Regions from separate parts of the Gossypium hirsutum genome. Here region 1 is linked to region 2. Evidence: chromatin contacts called from public Hi-C data. All regions are on one chromosome and are shown on one strand. The core of a region is the stretch at or near the end of the contact, and the rest is flanking DNA. Distances in the headings are between cores, read along the strand shown. Region 1 holds the start of LOC107915432 (RCC1 domain-containing protein RUG3, mitochondrial). Region 2 holds the start of LOC107908494 (actin-histidine N-methyltransferase).

Evidence for each region. A called contact is a pair of places that touch in the nucleus more often than the background predicts.
Region 1: a contact with region 2 is called in a Hi-C map of leaf, with 2.0 times the contacts expected there. The contact joins the promoter of LOC107915432 here to the promoter of LOC107908494 in region 2. A contact is called at or near these places in 3 of 34 Hi-C or Micro-C datasets (all in leaf).

The regions. Positions count from the first base shown.
Region 1 is chrD08:6,587,902-6,592,946 of Gossypium_hirsutum_v2.1, forward strand. LOC107915432 (RCC1 domain-containing protein RUG3, mitochondrial) reads left to right here and starts at 2,249. Exons shown (of 6, transcript XM_016844594.2): 1 at 2,249-2,770; 2 at 3,804-3,943; 3 at 4,857-5,045. The coding sequence starts at 2,250. LOC107915421 (ATPase WRNIP1) reads right to left here and starts at 2,060. Exons shown (of 1, transcript XM_016844585.2): 1 at 49-2,060. The coding sequence starts at 2,043. The coding sequence ends at 376. LOC107915439 (oxygen-dependent coproporphyrinogen-III oxidase, chloroplastic) reads left to right here. Exons shown (of 9, transcript XM_016844603.2): 9 at 1-21.
Region 2 is chrD08:6,377,366-6,382,815 of Gossypium_hirsutum_v2.1, forward strand. LOC107908494 (actin-histidine N-methyltransferase) reads left to right here and starts at 2,454. Exons shown (of 11, transcript XM_041099668.1): 1 at 2,454-2,471; 2 at 2,776-2,859; 3 at 3,137-3,194; 4 at 3,875-3,928; 5 at 4,181-4,252; 6 at 4,405-4,485; 7 at 5,101-5,273; 8 at 5,384-5,450. The coding sequence starts at 4,196.

The sequences.
Region 1 (5,045 bases), core at 999-3,498, 210 kb after region 2:
TTGTGTTATATTTTGGCCTGACATCTTTGTGTTATTAACGTGAGGATCTTTTCATAAGGCTCCATCACTTTCATTAATAATTATCAATCTATCACTGTCCAACATTATATGCAGTATCATAGATCCATCAATATTAACGATGGACACATGGCAGTTAATAGCTTCATCTACAAAAGGTTGGTTGACTACTTCGTTGTAAAAGTCAACTATGTCTTGTAATAGTCAAAAGAAAAGATGATCCAAGATAATATACCATATTTCTGAACTTTCTTTCACCTATAGAAAGGCATATCCACAAAAGACTTTGATGAACAGTGAAGATTACCGAATTCAGAAAGAATTTCCCTGAACTCCCGAAGCATGATGGCATGACTCTTATTGTTGTGTTGAATTTTGATCTGGCCAATCGAGGAACTTGTACCCAAGAAGAGAAGGTGGTAGATATGACTGAGTTGACGATGATGGGTTATCAGGGGGATATATATAATCCTTTCCATATCCAAGTTCCTTCATAAGCTTGGTTGGTGCATTCCTTAAATGAAGCGGCACTCCCTCGTTTTGTCCTACAGATTCCCGAACAACCTTCTGTGCAGCTCCGATGGCTCGATACACTGAGATAGACTTAGGAGCCAAAGCCAAGTAAGCAGCACATTGTGCAAGAATCACATTGCACTCGGGCATGCCCAAGAAATGACAAGCTTGATAGCAGGCAACAGCTTGGTTTAGGGCTAATGGATCAGCCAACCCAACATCCTCACTGGCAAACCTTATTAGTCTTCGTGCAATATATAGAGGCTCTTCACCTCCTTCCAGCATTCTTGCCAACCAATAGATTGCTGCATCCGCGTCGCTTCCTCGCATCGACTTGTGGAGGGCACTGATCAAATTGTAATGCTCTTCCCCTGCTTTGTCATATGCAAGATGCTTGCATTGGAGAGCTTCTTTGACATCATCCACTGTAACAACTGCTTCATCATTTTGTTCTAGTTGATTATCAGCCACTCGAGCAGCCGCCGTGGTGGCAGCGATTTCCAAAGCATTCAATGCCACACGAGCATCACCATCACAATTCATGGACAAAAAATAAATAGCATCATCCTTAACATCGACCCTCATGCCCACGCTCTGAGACAATCCCTTCTCATTATCATTAGCTGATCTCTTCAAAAGAGTTTCAATATGATGGGGTTTTATAGGATTCAATGTAAGAACCCTACACCTAGACAACAATGGTGTAATCAAATGAAACGAAGGGTTCTCAGTGGTTGCCCCCATAAACACAATGCTTCCATCTTCAATCACAGGCAAGAAAGAATCCTGTTGTGATTTATTAAACCTATGAACTTCATCAACAAAAAGCAGAGTCCTCTTATTATTCTTAACCCTCATTTTCCTAGCTTCCTCAACAGCATCTCTAACATCCTTAACCCCACAAGTAACAGCAGATAAAGATACGAATCGATACATAGACCGGTCTTGAGCCGAGTTAATAATGGATTTAGCAATGGAAGTCTTACCAGTACCAGGAGGACCCCAAAAAATAATGGAAGGGATTCTATTGCGATCAATAGCAGAATGGAGAAGAGAATTGTTACCTAGAATGTGTTCTTGACCAACAACTTCGAAAACAGTACGAGGACGCATCCGTTCCGACAAAGGCTCATGGGTTCGATCGGTTTTGCCTAGTTGAATGGTGGGTTTGGGATGTTGCAACTTTTGACGTTTGTTATGGTGCGGAGATGGGGTGGTGGAATCATCATCTGGGTCGTGTTCGGGTACAGTATGGATGCTTGGGGCGGTGGCAGTGGGTTCAGGGGATGAAGGGGAAGTGGAAAGCTTGGTGTGAAGATGGAAGAAGCGGTCGAGTTTTGGTTGAAAGGGAGGAGGAGAGGGGTTTGGGTTCTGGTTCGGGTTTGGATTGGAGGATTTGTGGGAAAGGATCCATTCGGTGGCTTTGAGGGTGGATTTGCCGCCGGTGGCCGCTAGAGCCTGTGCTGCTAATTCACTTGAGAATCCCATGCTTAAGAGCTGCTCCATCTCCATCGGAATCCGGCACAGCACTGGAACTGTAAAATAAAAGGAACCCTTTTGACTGAGTGAAATAAATCTATTTATCTTCCATTTGTAGAATACAATAGGCACTAGCTAGGCCCCAAGTCAGCCTCCTCCCATTTCCCTATTGGCCCGAGTCTCTTTATATTTATTTGTATTTAATTGGGAGTGCAGACTGAGACTGGGCCTAAAGAGTGATGGCACACCGCCTTTCAAGTCCTCTCTACCGCCGCCTCTCTTCTTCATTTAGCACCGCCACCAAAGGCAAAGTTCCTCTTCTTTACAAAAGCCCAGAGATCAACGAAGACAACGGAAATGAAGCCGTGACACTCCAAGTCCTTTCATGGGGCAGGGGAGCATCAGGCCAACTAGGTGGTGGCATTGAAGAAATCAGAATATACCCATCTCCAGTAGCCAATCTCCTCTTTCCCCATGCTTCCTTTTCCCTCTCCCCAACCCCAGGCAAAACCCAAAACCAAGATCAAAAGGATCAAACTTTGCATTCGGTTGGGATATCATGCGGGTTGTTCCATTCGGGTTTGGTTATCGGCGGCAAGTTGTGGATGTGGGGCAAAGGTGATGGAGGTCGTCTCGGTTTTGGTCATGAAAATCCTGCTTTTGTGCCTACTTTGAACCCTCACTGGGATTCTGTTTCCTTTGTCGCTCTTGGTGGTCTTCATTCTGTGGCTCTAACTTCTAAAGGCGAGGTCTTTACTTGGTCAGTTCTCTTCGTCTTCCTTGATGTTCATCCAATTCTAGCTATTATCCTTGATATAAAGAACTTTGCTCCGTGTTATTTTCTCCTTTGAGTGATTTTTGATAATTAGTCAGCTGAAACATACAGTTGACTAGATACCAGAAACTAAGTTTATAACATTATATGAGAATTCAAGTTGATATTCAAAAAGCTTATTCAGGATAACAGAAGAAAAATGATAGTGGAAGTGGAGCCTTTTCCTATGGTTATAGCCTTAGCGTTCTAGGTCAGTGGAAGGAGTTAAATCTATTGGAGAGGAAACATGGGATTGAGGAGATAGATAAATGAAAGATAGGTAGAGACTACGTGAGCTCTAGTTTTGATGATTGAATGTATAAATGTTACTTCAATGTATGTTAAATATAGAAGGTTTATATGGATCAATGAGGCCAAACATCTTTTTCAAGATCAAGCTCAAGATTTCTTATACTACTGCACCAGAGATGTGTGATTAACGAATACCCATTAGAATGTTTTATATCAGAATTCACATATTAGAGATATAAAATTGAAGCTTTTAAGTAAACCAAATGATTCTTTATAATCATTAATCCTACTGCATGAATTTTGGATTTTCATTTGTTTTTTTGTACACTTTTTCTTCTTTTTCCCTTTTAAATAAGTTATAGAGTGAGAGAGTTAGATAAGGAAAATAGATGTTATTTTGAGATTTGTATCCTGGAAATTATTTGGGTAAAAGCTGGCCATGATTAGGGACTTTGTGGTAGAGGCCGTCCTTACCTCTCAACTGGCAAGTGTGTTGGAGAGGTGGAGGAAGAAGACAGTTCAAGCTAATTCTTTGTAGATGTTCTTTTTTTATTATTATTTGATTAACTATCAACTGAATCCTCTTTATAGGATAGAAGTGGTGAAGCTTTTTTCTTAATTAGCTGTCTATTAAGTTACGAGTCTGTGGTACTCTTGCTTCAGTTGAATTGTTTTTGGCCAAAACCATTAGTACAAACTATTTCTCTTCTTAAAATGAAGTTTGCAGGGGTTATGGGGGTTTTGGTGCACTTGGACATCGTGTTTATCATAGAGAACTCGTCCCAAGATTGGTAGAAGGAAACTGGAGTAGAAATATACGTCATATCGCAACTAGTGGGACACATACTGCTGCCGTCACTGAATCAGGTTTTCAATGTTGTCAATCATCATAATATAGATCTCGACTGCCTTTACCTGTGATCTTGCTTTATGAAACTCATGTCAATGATTAACTTTTGTCATTTTAATGAATCATGGTACGTAAAGTCCCTGTGCTTAGAATGTGGAAACAATTAAGAAATAAATTGAACCTGAATGTATGTTCTCAAAAGACAAAGATACTTAATGCAATCTCAATACTTATCACATTTCTAGTTTATCATCAACTTTTTGGAAGAAAATTTGCCTCAAGCCATAGTATCAGATTTGATTTTTTTTACAAACCTGGATAATTTGAATGCAATGCAATATATCATTTTTCAAGCATCATACAGCTTATTCTCTGCTTTCTTTTTGTGTATCTTTGTATGTTCAATCACTTGTTTAATAAATGAAGGTGAACTTTGTGAACCATCAAACTGCAACACTAGTCTGTAAAATAACTTCTGACATGCTCGGTACTTCCATTTCCCTGTATGTGGAATCTCTCTTGTCGTCAGATATGAAAACTGATAAAAGAAGTACATTCAGAACGGAGAAGATAATAATACTTTCTATTTAGCACATGGATAACATGCCCTGCAGCATTTTTGTCTGTACAGAAGGTAAAATATAGTAGAAAGGAGAAGGGAAGAGTGTATTGATGGCAGAAGGGATTGGTTTAGTTAATGATAACTATAAATTGAAACTTTGAAGAAGAATGCAGCAAACAATGGGAAATCGAAGGAGAATCATGTACCTTAATGTATGCTGAAAAAATAGCAAATTGGTGTTATTAACAGGTTTTAGATGTCATGCTATCTATCATGTGTGCTCATTTCTCACATTATAGGTGGTCATCTTCGTATATATGTTTTGTTGCTTTGCCTGATCTGAATACAGCTGTTATTCGTTGAATTAGGAGACTTGTACACCTGGGGCCGAGAGGAAGGGGATGGCAGATTAGGTCTTGGTCCTGGTCGGGGCCCAAATGAGGGAGGTGGACTTAGTATCCCATCCAAAGTGAAAGAATTACCTACTCCTGTTGCTGCAGTTTCTTGTGGTGGTTTCTTCACAATGGCATTGACGGAGGATGGAAAACTTTGGAATT
Region 2 (5,450 bases), core at 1,204-3,703:
AAATTTTTTTTGCTGTAACTTATGCAATCTAAGAAAATTTTTTGTCTCATTTACACCCTCAAGCCAAACATGAGCTACTGTAGCAAAAGCGTGTACACGTGGGAGCTTTTTTTAGTACTTTTTTTGACAAAGCATCATGCTTAAAGCGTTTTTGACACTATTTGCTTAGAAATGTCTTTTTGAAATTATTTTTTCAGGAGCTACTGTAGCAAAAGCGCGTCCAGGTGGGAGCTTCTTTCAGTACTTTTGCTGACAAAGCATCCTGCTTAAAGCATTTTTTGACACTATTTGCTCAGAAACGTCTTCTCGAAATTATTTTTCTAGGAGCTACTGTAGCAAAAGCGCGTCCACGTGGGGGCTTCTTTCAGTACTTTTGCTGACAAAGCATTCTGCTTAAAGCGTTTTTTGACACTATTTGCTCAGAAACGTCTTCTCGAAATTATTTTTTCAGGAGCTACTGTAGCAAAAGCGAGTCCATGTGGGAGCTTCTTTCAGTACTTTTGCTGACAAAGCATCCTGCTTAAAGCGTTTTTTGACACTATTTGCTCAGAAACGTCTTTTCGAAATTATTTTTTCAGGAGCTACTGTAGCAAAATCGCGTCCACGTGGGAGCTTTTTTAAATTAACACTAAACCCCAATCTGATTTTTTAAAATTTTTAATTAATTTACTCAAATAACCCTAAATTCTAATTTAATTAATTTTTTCTTTAAAAATCATAAACACGAAACCTAATACAATTTTAAAAAATTCATAATTAATTTAATTAATAAACTCTAAACCCTAATCTCTTATTTATTTAATTTTTTCTTTAAAACCCTAAACCTAAAAACCTAAAAACCCTAACCCAAAACCCTAACTAGCAAAAATCCAGAACCCTAAACAACAGGAGACACAGGCAAAACACGTCCTTGAGGGCGCGTTTTATGTCCACGTAAGCAAAGCGCTCCCTTAAAGAAGCGTTTTCCTGCCTCGTCACCTGACAACGTATTGATGTGGACGCATTTTCGGGGAATTGGACCATTCCTGAAATTAATTTTTTAATGGGCCCATTTTACTAATTTAAAAAAAAAAGAGGATTTTATTGATATTTTGCCCTGAATATTCATTATACATAAGAAGCAAAGTTATAATAGAAAAATAATAATATTTTAAGTAATAAAACAAAATATGTTTTTTAGATAAAATTGATACTGTAGTTTAGTTGGATGTAACCGTCAAAAACGACCAAATCCCAATCACCATTTTCACCACGTCGCGCTTAGAATTTTTTTTTCCTTTTTAATCAGATTACACGTAACCTCCTTCGAAGTTCCCAGCCATGGCCGAAGCTTCTAGAACCTTCCACGCTACCCTTTTCTCCCTTCCAACTTTCTCTCCACGACTCCACTTCAAGCTAAGCTATTCTCACAGTCACCCTTCACTTCATCTCAAGAGAGCACGCTCGGTTCAACGCTCAATTTCCGAAACCAAAACGATGTCGTCGGACACGACCCTGCCTTGGGGCTGCGACATTGATTCCTTGGAGAATGCTGAGGCTCTTTAAAAATGGTTGTTGGATTCCGGCTTGCCTCCTCAAAAGGTGGGGATAAACAAAGTGGAAATGGGAAAGAGAGGATTGGTTGCTTTGAAGAAAATCAACAGGGGCGAGAAGCTTCTCCTTGTGCCTCCCTCGCTCTCATCACTTCAGATTCAGTAAGTTATTAGAACTGATTTTGTTCATGACCAAGTTTAGGAGTATTTTATATATTGGTTTATTGGTTTTTAGTTAAAATTTTCAATCAGATTTAAACACTGGAGCAGTTTTAATTGGTTTTAACGTTATAATTGTTCTTTAATCTTAGGATTGGAGTTCACCTGAGGTTGGTCACGTATTAAAACAGCATAATGTTGCAGATTTGCCATTGTTAGCAACTGTTAAGAAATGACTTAAAATTGGTAGTGGATTGTTGTTGTTGGTAGTGGGTTGTTGGTGGTAGTGGATTAGTGGATGGTTGTTGGTGTCCATTTTCAACCACAAATCTTTGCCAAAGTTTTGGACAATTATGTCCTTGAACTCTCTTATAAATAGAGAGGTTCATTAGCCATATTGATCATCCCAAACCAAGAGAGAGCAAAGCTTGTTCTTTGAAAGCTAGGATTTTAGCTTTCGGGTTTTCTATAGGGGTTGAGAGTTGTGAGGTTCTCGGGTTGTGTCTTGAGTGTAAAACACTTGTAATCTTCATCTTGTTATAGTGAAATTTCTTTTCGCCTCTGCCCGTGGACGTAGGCATTAAAGCCGAACCACGTAAATCCTTGTGTTCACTTTATTTTTCGTTCCGGTCAATTTACTTGTAGTCATATCGGAGTTCTCGAATCGATCCTTTCCGCAACAGCAACCTATCTTATTAGTGAAGCAAATCTCCAGAAATCTTCCAGATGGAGCAATTATATATCTTCCTTACCTCGACAACCCTATTCTCTTTTATACTGGTGAGTTTCATCTCTTTATTTTTCTTTAAATATTCGTGTCCAATACATACTTGAGCATGAATAGTGAATACGAGGACATAATCTTTCAGAGACCTTTCAACACATGAAAATCTAGGAAATTTTTGAATAATACATGTCAGCCAAAGACCCATATCTGACACTTGAACTCGAGCCCAAGTAGAACAAAGATTCTTTTCTGGCCTTGCCTACTTGGTGGCATGGTTGAACTCTCAAGAGTTTTACCTTGCTATGCATAGAGGGGTTACTCAGATTTTCCCTGTACAGTCTCTCTGTATTGTTTCAGGACACGATCAGAACTAGACAGGTATCTCAAAGCATCGCAGATAAGGCTTCGGGCTATTGAAAGAATTGCTGATATTACTGGAACGTATGGCTCTCAACCATTACTTGGTTCATATTAGGTTATTGGTTTATATTCCTAGAACTATATTGCTCCTTGTCTTCATTTTGTTTAAAGTATTCATGTCTGAAATCTCTATCCAATATATATTTGGATATGAGTATGGGTATGATTCTTATACGAAATTTAACATATCGTGTTGGACACAAACATGAATCTGACTCTCATCCCTGAGTTAGAGTAACATAGTGAGTATAAAAATTTCTAATTTGCTTCCAATAAATTGTTCTCATGTTTCATGTAGATTCGACGATTTAAGACGTAGGATATTTTCCAAGCATCCTCATTTATTCCCTAAAGAGGTACTCACTCCATATTTATGTTACTCAGACTCAGACGTGAGTGTCAGAGACGAGGAAGTTTAAATTTTTTTTATGTTTTTCTATGGAGCATCCTTTGAGATCCATATCCTCATACGTTACCTAAATGCGTGTTGGAAACAAAAAAGTCAAAGCAACATAGCTCTACAATGCAAAACTAGTTTTCTGCTATGTTAGTGTAATTTGAAGCGTTATTCTAATGATCTGCTTCTGATGATACCACTTTATGAAGCTTCTGCGATAGGGCAAATGAAAACATCTTTACCCATATATACATGTGTGTGTGTAAGTTCAATCAGTAAGGAAATAGCATCTTGTTTTATCCAAGTATTTGTTCTCTTTAAGAAAAAAACTAGTAAAGGAAGTATATGTTTTTAGTAATTCAACTTTACTTGCATTTAGGTTGTTTTATCAACCCCTTTTTGCAAATATCCTGCTGTCTTTAAATTTAGATTTTAGATCAAAGTTGTTGGATATAGGTATATGTCTAGCACGGATATCTTCAATTTTTTTTCAAGATATACATGTATTTGGAGAGTGCTTAGAGGATCATATCCTCATACCTATTTCAAATATGCGTTGGAAATGAGTACTTAAAGAAAAATGAGGAGTCAGAACAACATATCGCTTTCTATTTATTTTGCAGTATAAATTATTTGCAGGTATTCAATTTGGTGACTTTCAGATGGTCTTTTGGCATTCTCTTATCACGATTGGTAAGCAGGTGTACTTTGAAATGTTATAATGGATGTTAACCTCAACTGTGTTTGTCAATTCAAACTAAATCCAACCAAAGAGGGATGCCGTACTTTCAAGTTCACTTTGATACCAGTTATACATACATATACACATATATATCCATCATATAAAATTCTTACATGTAAAACTTATGGTTTAAGAAAATGTACAAAAGAAGAAAATTCAGAAGAATGGAAGCTTTAAAATCTTTATTTCTCTGTTAAACACAGATATACCTATCTTCAATGGATGGAAAGGTTGCCTTGGTTCCTTGGGCAGATATGCTCAATCATAGCTGTGAGGTATAGAGAGGTCTTTCTCTATTAAATATGCTTGTGAGATATATAACTGCCATAATTTGCAAAAATCAAGGACTAACTTCGGGTCAAAAGAACCTAGATAAAATTGGGTGTCTATGCCAATCTGAGTGCTCTATCTGTTTTTACTGATTCAGGTGGAAACATATTTGAATTATGACAAATCATCACAGGCAGTTGTCTTTACAACTGATCGGGCATATCAGTCAGGTGAGCAGGTAAATCAGATCCTCATAGTAAATATATATCATGTTATGTTCTTCGATCTCTGGGACATTCAGATGATTGGAGCAATAATAAAATCAGTGGGACACAGTACGTAAAACTTATATTGTTACTTGGTTTTGTCAATGATATGCCTTAAAAGATTACAGGCTTCCTGCAAGAGAGCGGGTTGGTATTCAGATATGGAAGCTTCATGAGAAGGGGAAAAAAACTTACTATAAATGCACATAGGTATATGCATGATATTTTCCTGCTGCATATAGAAAACATGAATGCATGTAGCCTATAGTGTGCATCAATGTTATATTGAAAGGAAAAGGAAGATAATGGGATATAATTGTGAGCCCTATAAACCAAAATAAGTTAGTTTTGCAGGGCGAAGGTAATGGCAGTATGTGACGCGCATATGCACTCTGTGTATCCAAACTGATTTTGCTCGATATATACATTTTGGAACAAGGACTGATCCTTAAAAGTAACGTTTTATAATGATCATAGACTTTCAGGCTAGCCTGTTGTACACATGAACTTCTTCAATGTTTAGATTTCTGGACCAGAAAGTTTAAAATGTCTTATCGATGACTGGTTACTTGCATTATTTTATGCAGGTTTTCATATCATATGGCAAAAAATCTAATGCAGAGCTGCTATTATCTTATGGATTTGTTCCAAAAGAGGGCACAAATCTTAATGATTCAGTAGAGCTACCTCTATCCCTTAAAATATCTGACAAATGTTATAAGCAGAAATTGAAAGCTTTGAAGAAGCATGGATTGTCTGCGTAAGCTGGATACATATATATTTCCTCGAGTTTCGGGTTTGATTTGTTGATTTAAAATCAAATTTATTCCATTATTAATGATTCGTTTCATTCTTGTGAATCTTTTGTAGCAGTTCTCAGTGTTATCCTATACAAATCAGTGGTTGGCCATTGGAGTTAATGGCATATGCTTACCTA